Linked DNA regions of Mus musculus: all the other regions are linked to region 1. The links are chromatin contacts, called in public capture Hi-C and promoter capture Hi-C maps. All regions are on one chromosome and are shown on one strand. Each heading gives the region's core, a stretch centred on a gene start, on an enhancer-like site or on the middle of the called end of the contact. The rest is flanking DNA. Distances are from core to core; before and after follow the strand shown. Region 1 holds the start of Prpf18 (pre-mRNA processing factor 18). Region 2 holds the start of Nmt2 (N-myristoyltransferase 2). Region 3 holds the start of Acbd7 (acyl-Coenzyme A binding domain containing 7). Region 4 holds the start of Cdc123 (cell division cycle 123).

Evidence for each region. Promoter capture Hi-C pulls out the DNA fragments that hold promoters and counts their contacts. Capture Hi-C pulls out chosen DNA fragments and counts their contacts.
Region 2: a promoter capture Hi-C map of pre-B cells shows a contact between it and region 1. The contact joins the promoter of Nmt2 here to the promoter of Prpf18 in region 1. A contact is called at or near these places in 3 of 39 promoter capture datasets (the C10 cell line, cranial neural crest and pre-B cells), 2 of 484 Hi-C or Micro-C datasets (CD4 T cells and regulatory T cells), 1 of 115 datasets of contacts at active chromatin or transcription factors (large pre-B cells) and 1 of 9 other capture datasets (liver).
Region 3: a capture Hi-C map of embryonic stem cells shows a contact between it and region 1, with 9 times the contacts expected there. The contact joins the promoter of Acbd7 here to the promoter of Prpf18 in region 1. A contact is called at or near these places in 2 of 39 promoter capture datasets (hippocampal neurons and pre-B cells), 1 of 484 Hi-C or Micro-C datasets (CD4 T cells), 4 of 115 datasets of contacts at active chromatin or transcription factors (astrocytes, large pre-B cells, pro-B cells and 1 more) and 3 of 9 other capture datasets (adipose tissue, embryonic stem cells and liver).
Region 4: a contact with region 1 is called in a promoter capture Hi-C map of adipose tissue, with 2.3 times the contacts expected there. The contact joins the promoter of Cdc123 here to the promoter of Prpf18 in region 1. A contact is called at or near these places in 1 of 484 Hi-C or Micro-C datasets (CD4 T cells) and 1 of 9 other capture datasets (adipose tissue).

Annotation. Positions count from the first base shown.
Region 1 is chr2:4,650,868-4,653,417 of GRCm38.p6, forward strand. It overlaps Prpf18 (pre-mRNA processing factor 18), which reads right to left and starts at 1,268. Exons shown (of 10, transcript NM_026045.4): 1 at 1,049-1,268. The coding sequence starts at 1,114.
Region 2 is chr2:3,282,930-3,285,479 of GRCm38.p6, forward strand. Nmt2 (N-myristoyltransferase 2) reads left to right here and starts at 1,283. Exons shown (of 14, transcript NM_008708.2): 1 at 1,283-1,477. The coding sequence starts at 1,368.
Region 3 is chr2:3,334,897-3,337,446 of GRCm38.p6, forward strand. Acbd7 (acyl-Coenzyme A binding domain containing 7) reads left to right here and starts at 1,272. Exons shown (of 4, transcript NM_030063.2): 1 at 1,272-1,325. The coding sequence starts at 1,314.
Region 4 is chr2:5,843,906-5,846,455 of GRCm38.p6, forward strand. Cdc123 (cell division cycle 123) reads right to left here and starts at 1,272. Exons shown (of 13, transcript NM_133837.5): 1 at 930-1,272. The coding sequence starts at 1,003. It overlaps Nudt5 (nudix (nucleoside diphosphate linked moiety X)-type motif 5), which reads left to right and starts at 1,129. Exons shown (of 10, transcript NM_016918.3): 1 at 1,129-1,480.

The DNA of each region.
Region 1 (2,550 bases), core at 18-2,517:
CTAATTTAAAGTCCGGAGAACTAATAACTAGCCTAATTTAAGTTTGCAAGCAGTTTTAACACTTCACAAAAAAATATGTAAGTATCTAAAAAAAAAAAAGTCACACATGAATTACTTAAATTATCAAGAAGATGAGATTTAGAACCATACAGAAACCTCTCCACCAAAAAGACAGGCAACATAAACCGCGGGCAACAGTGCAGACTAGCCAGCCTCTGACATAGCTCATAGATGTGCAACATTTTGAATGACTTAGGCATGCATGTACTCTGTAACCCTGCGGTTCCAAAGGGATAGGGCTCAGAATCTGCTCAACCAATTCTGAGAAACAGCTCAAACACTCATCCCTAGGAGAATGGGTAACCAGATCTACTCAGACAACAGAATACAATTTCAGAAAATTAATACATACATACATACACACACACACACACACACACACATACATACACACACACAGCAAAGTAATACCCCGAACATTCTAATCAAACGAAGCTCCATATGAAAATGTACATCCTATTGATGTGACATTCTAGAGCAGGCAAAACTGAGGTATAAATAAGTTGCTTCGGTGGGTAATCCACGCAGGGACTGGAAAGTGGACATTGCTATTTTATCTCCTCATGGAGAATGGGTTACACAGGTGTTTGCACTTGTCAAAAGTCACTGACTAATAAACAAGATTTTTACACACACGCACACAAAGAGGAACAAACTCTGCACTCTATGGCGTGTGCCAGATCGCTTAGGAATAAAGCCGACTAACTCTGCAACATGCTTTGGAATTGACAATGACTAGTATGCTGTTTTATCACTCTGCCTGCGGCGGATACTGGTTAGGACAGCAAGCGCCGCCGAAGTGAGCCAGACTAGGCTTGACATCCATACTCTGCCCCTTGCTAAGCCCTGGGCCAGCAGCTTGCCCGGGACAGTGGCGGATCTGTCAGCCCCGTGCCCGCCCCAGACCCTCTCAGGACCATCACCCTCCCGCCAACACCGCAAGCACAGTCCACCACCCTCAAGCCCGAACCACAGCTCCGGGACTCACCACCAGCAGGTTCCTGTCCTCCACCAGCTGCCGCTTCCGCAGAATCTCGGATTTCAGGATGTCCATCTCGCTCCCAGGGTCTAAGTGTCTTCACTTTGACTCCCCAGCTCCTCGGCGGTAACCTCACCCGCCAGGGGAGGGGGAAGAGGACAAACCACGAAGCAACCAGAGCCCAATTATCGGAAAACAACAACTGCCGGAGCCGCTTCCGGCGGAAATCAGGATGAACGAAAGGAAGGTAGGGAGCGCCCCTCGGCGCGAACGCGGCCAAAACCGCTGAGTATTGTTGCCCCCTAGCGGAACCCTCCAGATACACACTTGTGATTTCAGTAACAGGTAGAAAAGAACAAAAGGCCGGGCAAAGGTAGCACAGGCCTTTAATCCCAGCACTTGGGAGGCAGAGGCAGGCAGATTTCTGAGTTGTCTCAAAAAAAAAAAAAAAACAACTGTTTGTCTCTTTAAATGGTTATTGTGCCCGATTGAACCAGCTTGTATACTCCTAAAGTTTGCTTCATAGTTCCTCAATTTACTTATTTGCCAAGAGTGCTAACATACTAGAGAATGAGAAATACATAAATAATACAAGTTTTAAAATGGCAGTGTTTATTAATTGCCTATTCAACACCCTGTAAATTTATTGTGTTTTCTGGTTATGCAATCAGCAATGAAGATTTTCAATGATGATTGGGAATATAATCATTCTTTCTTATAACCTAGCCCAAGAAAAAATATGTTGAAATTCTACTTTGATTTGTTTTTATTTTTATTGTGATTCAGGCACTCACTGTGTTGCCTGGGCAGGTCTCAAACTCTTGCTATCAAAGTAATCCTCCTGCCCCAACCGCAGAGTGGACCTCCATACTTGGCAGAGTTTTGGTTTTGTTTTGTTTTTTTTAATCTTAGAACCATTTATAACATATCTATTCTTGGTTCCATGCCATGAAAGCATCTTTGTTTTTAGTTGTCATAATTCAACAATATTTTATGTTACATTTTTCTATTCTAGAAGTAGTGAAATAACATTCAATTCAAACTCAAGTGTAGGTAAGATGGTTTATCAAAATAAAAACTGAAAGGATTGCTCATTAGAAAGTTTTATACTGGGGCTGGTGAGATGGCTCAGCGGTTAAGAGCACTGACTGCTCTTCTAAAGGTCCTGAGTTCAAATCCCAGCAACCACATGGTGGCTCACAACCATCTGTAATGAGATCTGATGCCCTCTTCTGGGGTGTCTGAAGACAACTACAGTGTACTTACATATAATAAATAAACAAATTTAAAAAAGAAAAGAAAGTTTTATACTGTGTGTGTGTGTCTGTGTGTGAAATAGGATATTTCATCTAAAAGATATCTGAGGACCAAAAAGATGGCTGAACAGCTAAAAATAGTTGCTGCCAAGACTGATGACCTGAGTGCAGTCCCTGGGAACCCACATGGTGGAAAGAAAAAGTAGATTCTCAAAGTCATCCTCTAACCACAACCACACCACCACATACACACAC
Region 2 (2,550 bases), core at 33-2,532, 1.4 Mb before region 1:
TTCCTCTATCCCCCAGTCCTTTATTTTCCCTGAGAGGAGTCTGTTGTTGCTCAAGATGTCCTTGAACTCTGTATGCAGTGGATGCTGGCCTCAAAGAACTCCTCATTTTGACCTCCGGGACTTTTTACATCCAGGACTGCTGGGATAACAGGCATGGGCCACCATGCTTGGCTTTCTTCCTCTCCTGTTTCCTGATGGAGGACGATTTCAACACTGCCCATACAGGTTTCCTTGGTGGTCTAGGTCATGACCTTCACTTAGGAGAGAGCCGACAGACTTGCCTAAAACGACCCAATCCCCCTAATCTGGGTGTCTTCATGTTTCACAAAATGTTCATTCTGTTCTCAGCCGAACCCATCTAGACAAAAACATGCAAGCAAAAGAAAAAAACCAACCAAACAAACAAAAACCCCAGTCAACCAAACAAAAACCAACTCCAGTCATTTTCTGTTGAGGACTCTGAGGCTGCTTGCAGCGGGGAGGTGGGGAGGGCGGAGCTTTGGCTCGATAAGCATTAGATACTAAAATGTGAAATGGAAAATTTTGAAGAACATGTGGAAGAGGAGGCAGGGAGAGCTTTAGGGAATCGCAGGCCTGAGTGAAAAAAAAAATCCCTGCAGAAGTCGAGAGCGCTGAGGCACACAGACATATAGAATCTGTAGGCAGTGGTCGCAAAGGCTGCCGCGCAGCCCTGCAATCCAGCCTGCAGTGACCAGGTCTAGCCTTGGAGCCACAAACGCATCCTCATTCAGGCCACGCCCCAAGCCCAAAAGCCTCGGCCTCCGGCTCCCGCTCCGGCTCCACCATTCCCCCACCGCCCCACCTCACAGCTTTAGACTGAGGAAGGGCCGGCCTCGTGCTTTCGCCCTTCTGCTGGCTGAGGTGGGCGGGGCCGTGCCCGCTGAGGAGGCCCGAGCGGGCGAGCGAGGTGGGCGGGGCAGTGCTGGCGGAGTGGAGCCGAAGCGGAAGGCGAGGTGGGCGGAGCCTCGCTAGCCCAGGCGGAAACGGGACCACGAGAGGAGCCGGTCTTCACCCGCTAAAATAGGCGGAAGTGGGAAGGCGAGGTAGGCGGGGCCTCGACTGCCTAAGTGGGAGAACTGATGAAGTGGGCGGGTGTAGGCACGCAATGTGGGCGGGGCCCGCCCTGACTGAGGCGGGCGGGACTGCATAGACAGGCGGGAGCCTCAAGGGAGTGGGCGGGGCCGGGCCGGCTGTGATGGGCGTGACCGGGGGGTGGGCGGGGCCGCAGACTCGAGACTCGGTGCCCGAGGGTGGGCGGCACTAGAGGGAGCTGCGGCCGCGCCCGCCCTGTCGCGCCTTGCTTGCTGCTCGGAGCGCCGCCTCCCCAGCCGTTCGGAGCCGCCGCGATGGCGGAGGACAGCGAGTCTGCGGCCAGCCAGCAGAGCCTAGAGCTGGACGACCAGGACACGTGCGGAATAGACGGAGACAATGAGGAGGAGACCGAACACGCCAAAGGGTAGGAGGTGGCGCGCGGGCGCGACAGGGCGGGGACCGCGCGCACCTCAGGGCTCCCGCGCCCGCTCGTGGCGTGCGGGAGCCCCTAGACCGGAGGCTCCGTTTGGCGGTGTCCTCATCCCGAGACCATTGTGAGGTGCAGGTCTCCCAGCTCTCGGGGAGCACGCAGTGGTGGGCGAGGGCTGAGGTGGGCGGGGAGACTGCGACTCGGGCCCGGGAACCCGCGACGCGACAGTCACCTGCCGCGCGCCCCCGCTGGCTTGGCCTCACCCTACCACGGCGAGTGGTTCGGGTGGGAACTTAGCAAGGACGCAAGGCCCTTCCCTTTGCGGTGGCGGCGTCTTGGACCGGCGAGGCGAGGGAGATGCAAGTCGTTCCACTTGTGCCTTGGCATCCTTCTAGTTCTTTCGCGCCCCCCCCCCCCAGCCGCCACTAACCCCCTGTAGAGAGGAAACCCGCAGAGCCGGCGGTGGGGGTGGGATAGGGATGCGCCTCTGGCGGTCTCGGCTGCTGGCGACGAACTGCGCAAAGTTCTGCCTCCCAGGCCGGGAAAGGGGCGCCGAGACCGGGAGAGGGGGAGGGAGACAGGTCTCAGCCGACGCCTGAGGGCGTTCAGCTTTGCGGCCTCTGAGCGTGCCCTCAGAGCTTTCTAGAGCAGAGCTGACGGGTGAACGGAGTTCCCGCGGCCCCGACCTTGCCCCTCCTGCAAAACTGGTGTCTGATCTCCAAAGCCAAATGCACCAAGTACTTTAACATTTGATCGGTTTCTCAATCTATGCTGCCCTCTTTTCTCCCCTACAGACTTGATTTTTTTTTCTTCGAGAAAAGACTGCTTCTGGTTAAGGCTGGTATTGAAGTTCTGTTTTAGAGGCGGGGTTTGGAGGATCATTTTAAATAAAGACCGGTGTCCCTTTGTAGGTGCTGTTTGCCTCAGCCTTTTACCCTGTTGGATTCAAACTATGCGCTGGCACAGACTGTTACTGCTGCCCCTTAGAAGTGAGATTCTGCGAACCATGGTGACTGGAGAAGTGGGTCAGCCTAAAAACACGATAGGGAAGCCTGAGTCACAGATGG
Region 3 (2,550 bases), core at 22-2,521, 1.3 Mb before region 1:
AATTTATGTTTATGATTATGTTTAATCAGTTTATGTTCAGGTTTTTTTTTTTAACAAATATATGCTTCCCATAGTTCCCTAAATTACTATGCATTTGGTAGTCTATATATACACTAAATGGTCAATTTACTTTTCAATGATAGCTTTTATTTTACATTGTAAATAAGTTATGTTTGTGAATAAACAGTTTATAAATGTACCATTTATGATCATAGTTAATTTTATAAATATCTCAAAATATTTTAATAACTTAGAAGGTTTATGAAAGTATTCTTTTTGTCTTAATTCTTGAACTGCTGGATTTAAAGGATACAACAATATAACATTAGCTTAAGAGTCTGAGTCAGAAATCGTAGCATTAGAGCTGACAATACAGTCTGTCAACAAAATGTTCAAGAATTGAACACTAGATTCTTCTTGCTTGCATGGAATTCTGAGCTTTGCCCAGCATTGTATGCTATTGTGGTTTTGTGGAGTCTACAAACATACTGTTAATAACGATTATTTTTAGTTTTTTAATTAGTGTATAGTAATTGTCCAAAATATCCACTTCATTATGGCCTTTCCTGCATGTCTACAATCAGTCCAACATTTAAAAGTCACTTAACTGGGAATGGACTTTAGTAACGAGATACCAAGTCAAAGCACAGGCTTCGAGTCTGTGCCATTGGAGTGTCTATAGCCACATCTGTGTCCAGGGCAGCAATATGAATGGGAGGTGTCTTGAGCACTCGGGCCACCCCAGGCAACAGTGGGTAGCAGTGCCACCCTTCCATAGATCAGATCAGTAAGGAGAAAAGGCGCCTGGTAAGGTTCAGAACATTTGTGTATAGTCATGTAAGCACAAAACCAACACCATGTCTCGAATTCCCGAGAGACGCTATCGGCCATCCCTGAGGTCAGGTGACAGGTGTTATGTGTATTCTCTCTGGGTTAAGGAACAACTCTGAAGAACTTCAGCACATACAGTGCTATAGTTAACACCGCTACACCCAGAGGTAGAATGGAGAGGCAAGGAAAAGGGAAGGAAACAGCCACAGTCTCAACTGAGGAGAGGCAGCGGAGGCATGCGTGCACCTGCAAGTTCGCCTTAGTAAAAGAAGAGAGAGGAGATTAAATGAGCTCCGAGACACTGGGCTGAGTTACCTCCCAGACACTCCCTCCCGCTCCTGTGGCCAATTAGTCCTCCATGCCCAGAGAGCAACCAATAGGAGAGACCGGAGGAGGAGCACTGCTCTTTAAGCAGCGGAGCCCGCTCCCCGGGGACTCTCACTCTGAGCTGGGAGAGTCACAGCATTCCGTGTCTCATCATTATGTCCTTGCAGGTAAGCCAGATCTGGGAAGGCCATGCCAAAGCAATTATCCGAAGCGCTCTGATGGGGCGAGAGGAGGTGTGGTAGCCCTGGGACAGGACAGGGGCAGGTAACCCCCAGGAGCCTTCTGCTGCTGCGACCCTGCAGTGACTCCCACACCTGCCTAAGCAGTGTGGGGCAGTATATTTCACAATATATTGTACTTCACCATCTGTTGACAAGGACCCAGGATCTCTATAGCAACCTGTTTGGCCCTCTGGGAAAATTACCCAGATCTGAAGAATTGACAAGCTCCTGGGGGCGGGGGCTTCTTCACCTCTCTCTCTTAACAACTCCAGGAAGCAAGTGACATCCATTGGGGTCTCCACATCCCCTTGCTCTTGGGGACCTCGGGAGATTTTCATAGATGTGTTTTGTTGAATAACAGGGCTAGATTATAAAGCTCTGACTTTACTGTTTTATTGATAAGAGTGAAAAGAGAATAAATAGGAATTAAAAACCAGGAAGCCCTTTTCTCAGATAAACACATATAGGTTGCTTTTATATATAAATGCCCTCTTTCTATGTGTGTATAATGAAAGGTGTGCGCGCGCACGAGTTCTATCTGCTGGCAAGCCTGGAGATCAGAACCTTCAGAATGCACATGGTAGAGAGAGAGAAGTGTCCCTTGCAATTGTTCCCTGACCTCCAAATGCATGCCATGGTACATGTGCACCCGCATATATGCCGTAATAAACATAGAGCAAATAAAAGAGGAGAGAGGCAGTTAAATGAGCTACCTCCATGGGCAGCATTTAAAGCAGCATTGGAGAAGGGAATCTTTAGGATTTAAAAGTTAAAGAATATCACGAAGGGACAATGAGCTAAGGCATATGAATGCCACCCTGACAATAGGGCAGCATTGAAGGCTAGCCTTAGTTCAATAATTAAAATTGATACAGGGTGTGGGTTTCTATTACTATCAGTGTTGAATGTATTAAATCTATTATTGCTGTAATGAAAATGTTCTTTCATTTCGATAAAATAAGATTCTAGTTTTAAAAAATATATACTTGCTAGATATCAGCATCAGTATGATCAAAGAAAACTGGAATTGCAGTCACTGAAAGTTTAAGTCACTTTGTTTATGCTTAAAGAATAAATTGTTACAAATGAAAAGTTCTTAAAACATATGTGTATTATTTCAATTTGAAATTCTTACCAATGTAGTAATATAACAAAACATGCATTATATTCT
Region 4 (2,550 bases), core at 22-2,521, 1.2 Mb after region 1:
TATGTTTCTAAGTTTTCAAATGTGGTTTAGAGAGATTAAGTAATTTGCTGAAGATGCTGATAGAACCAGAATTCAAAGCCAGACAGAGGGTTCTGACTCTACAATCTAATTCTTGGGGGCAGGATTTTGTTTTTTGTGGTTTTGTTTTGTTTTGTTTTTGGATGCACCAATTCACCGTGGGCATTCTGCAAACCTGGACAGATTCCTTGTTCCAGGCCAGAGAACTAGAGAATAGGATCCCACCTTCTCAGCCAGGCGGTGGTGGCTCACGCCTTTAATCCCAGCACTTGGGAGGCAGAGGCAGGTGGATTTCTGAGTTCGAGGCCAGCCTGGTCTACAAAGTGAGTTCCAGGACAGCAAGGGCTACACAGAGAAACCCTGTCTCAAAAATCAAAAAAAAAAAAAAAAAAAAAAAAAAAACCCAAAACCAAAAACCAAACGATCCCACTTTCTCTCCAGATGGGTTGCTTCTTCTCAGAACACTGGATCGTCAGTAGCAATGCAACCTATACACACTACCAAACTGGAGCTTCATCCAGACTTGGAGGTACCGTCTGTATCACTGTTCTCATTGTACAATGATGGAACGCAACTCTCACCAGAGGGGGTTGTCGGTCAGCAGCAGGCAAAGTCTCCAGTTTTGTTTTGTTTATTGCCTTGCGCTTCTGACAATTCCCAAAGTATCTATTTCAATCTACCCTACCGAGGACCCCCACCGCCTCCCTACCTCCCTCGACTCGCTCTTTGATTCCGAACAGGACGCACGGCAAACACTGATCTACTTGTTAATCTTGCTCCGTCAAAGCCAATAGAAAATCCGCAGCTCGACACAGTCGCTCCCACTGAGTAGAAGGCCTGCGGATTTTGTTTAGTTTTCTGAAGGGATGGGATTTACCCAAACCCCCCGGTTTGACTCCGGGATAGGTTACCTCTTGATGGTAAGGCTTCGGAAAAGTGGGTACCACGCGGAGAACTGACAGTGACTAACATGCTCCTTCTTCATTCTCCAGCTGCCGCGTCAATAGCCGCCTTTCCCTCTCCCGCCAGCCCTCTCCCGGAACCCTGCGCAGCACTTCCGGAAGTGCCGACCGAGCCGTCTTAAAGAAAGGACTCTTCCGGTCCGTAAAAGTCCGCTGGCGCTAGACTCTAGAGCCATGGTAGACTGTATGCTTAGCGTGCCCACACAGACGCGCAAGACACACAGAGATCTGAGTCCGCAGAGAAGAGGCACGAAAGCGTAGATTTTTAGGAAGCTTACATCTCCGCTTTCGTCTGTATGCACCTCGACCCGGAAGGTAATCATCTGAAGCTAGCTGAGCTTCTACGGGTGCCTGGAGGAGGACGTGTGCACATCCTCCTTGCACCACGAGAGGCGCCGGTGTCTCTAGCGGTGGCGCCTGATTCTACGGAGACTGCAGCTTCTGCCTGATCCTTTTTCCTTTCCTCCTCAATCCCTTCCACATCCCACAGTTTAGTGTAGGTAAGTGGGCGCGAGCCAACCTCGGTACTAAGTGTCCTTGGAGAGGGGAAGGGAAAAAAGGGCGCGAGCACAACCGATGGTGCCCAGAGTACAGCCCGCCGCGCGCGCGTGTCTCCGCGTCTGCGCCTGAGCGCGAGACGAGAACCCGGGATCCAGGCGGACCAGCCTGGGCTACGAGAGGAACCTGGGAACAGCACAGTAAATGTTGGAACACATCAGTTGAGGCATCTACAAGAAGGATGGCCCCTTCTCATTCCGGAAAGTAGATTTTAGAGACACAGGGAAGAAGTCCCGCATGCACGATTCTGGGGAGGAGGGTGGTATTTTACGATCCTGAAGATGAAAGAAGCGATGTTCGTCTGAGAAATCAAGAAAAAGGGGAAAGTTGTGTCTTTTAAGCTTAAAGTTTAGTCCAATTCCGAAAAAGTTACCAGTGTGGAAAAAGCACATATTTTTATCAATGTCTCTGCAATGATGAAATCGTAAAAGGTTGGAAGAGTTTGTATACGACAACTTGTGATATCATTTTTCTCCCTACTCCTTTTTCCATCTATCATCCTACAAAGTTCAGTTTCTTTTTAAAAAAAAAAAAAAAAAAGGAAAAAAATCACCAGCTGCAAGAGACAGGCCTTTCAAACCCTCTGGTGCTTCCTGTAATGTAGAAGCCTTGGGCATGTTCCAAGCACGTATTTGTCCAGAAGCACCACATTTCTGATACTCACCCTCACAGAAAAATAAATTGCATTTTCCACAGCGCATCTAAGCAGTTTAAATTAGAGAGAGAGGAAAAACCCCAGCCACTGTTGACCTCTTTAGAAAGGTATTTGTTAGAACTGATGAACAGAATCCTCTGTATTTTGAATTAGAATTCGTGCTCGCGCGTGCACACACACACAGGAGAGGTATACATTGTTTGAAATGTTACAGGTAAAGTGGTTGGAAGCATTGCTTAAAGAATACCTTCCAAAATCAAGATCAATGGTTTATAATGTTGCAGTGTATAATGATGTGTTGTGGATAGCAGAGCTTCTTATTTAAGAATGGTGGTATCCAGAATTAATCAATCCTGG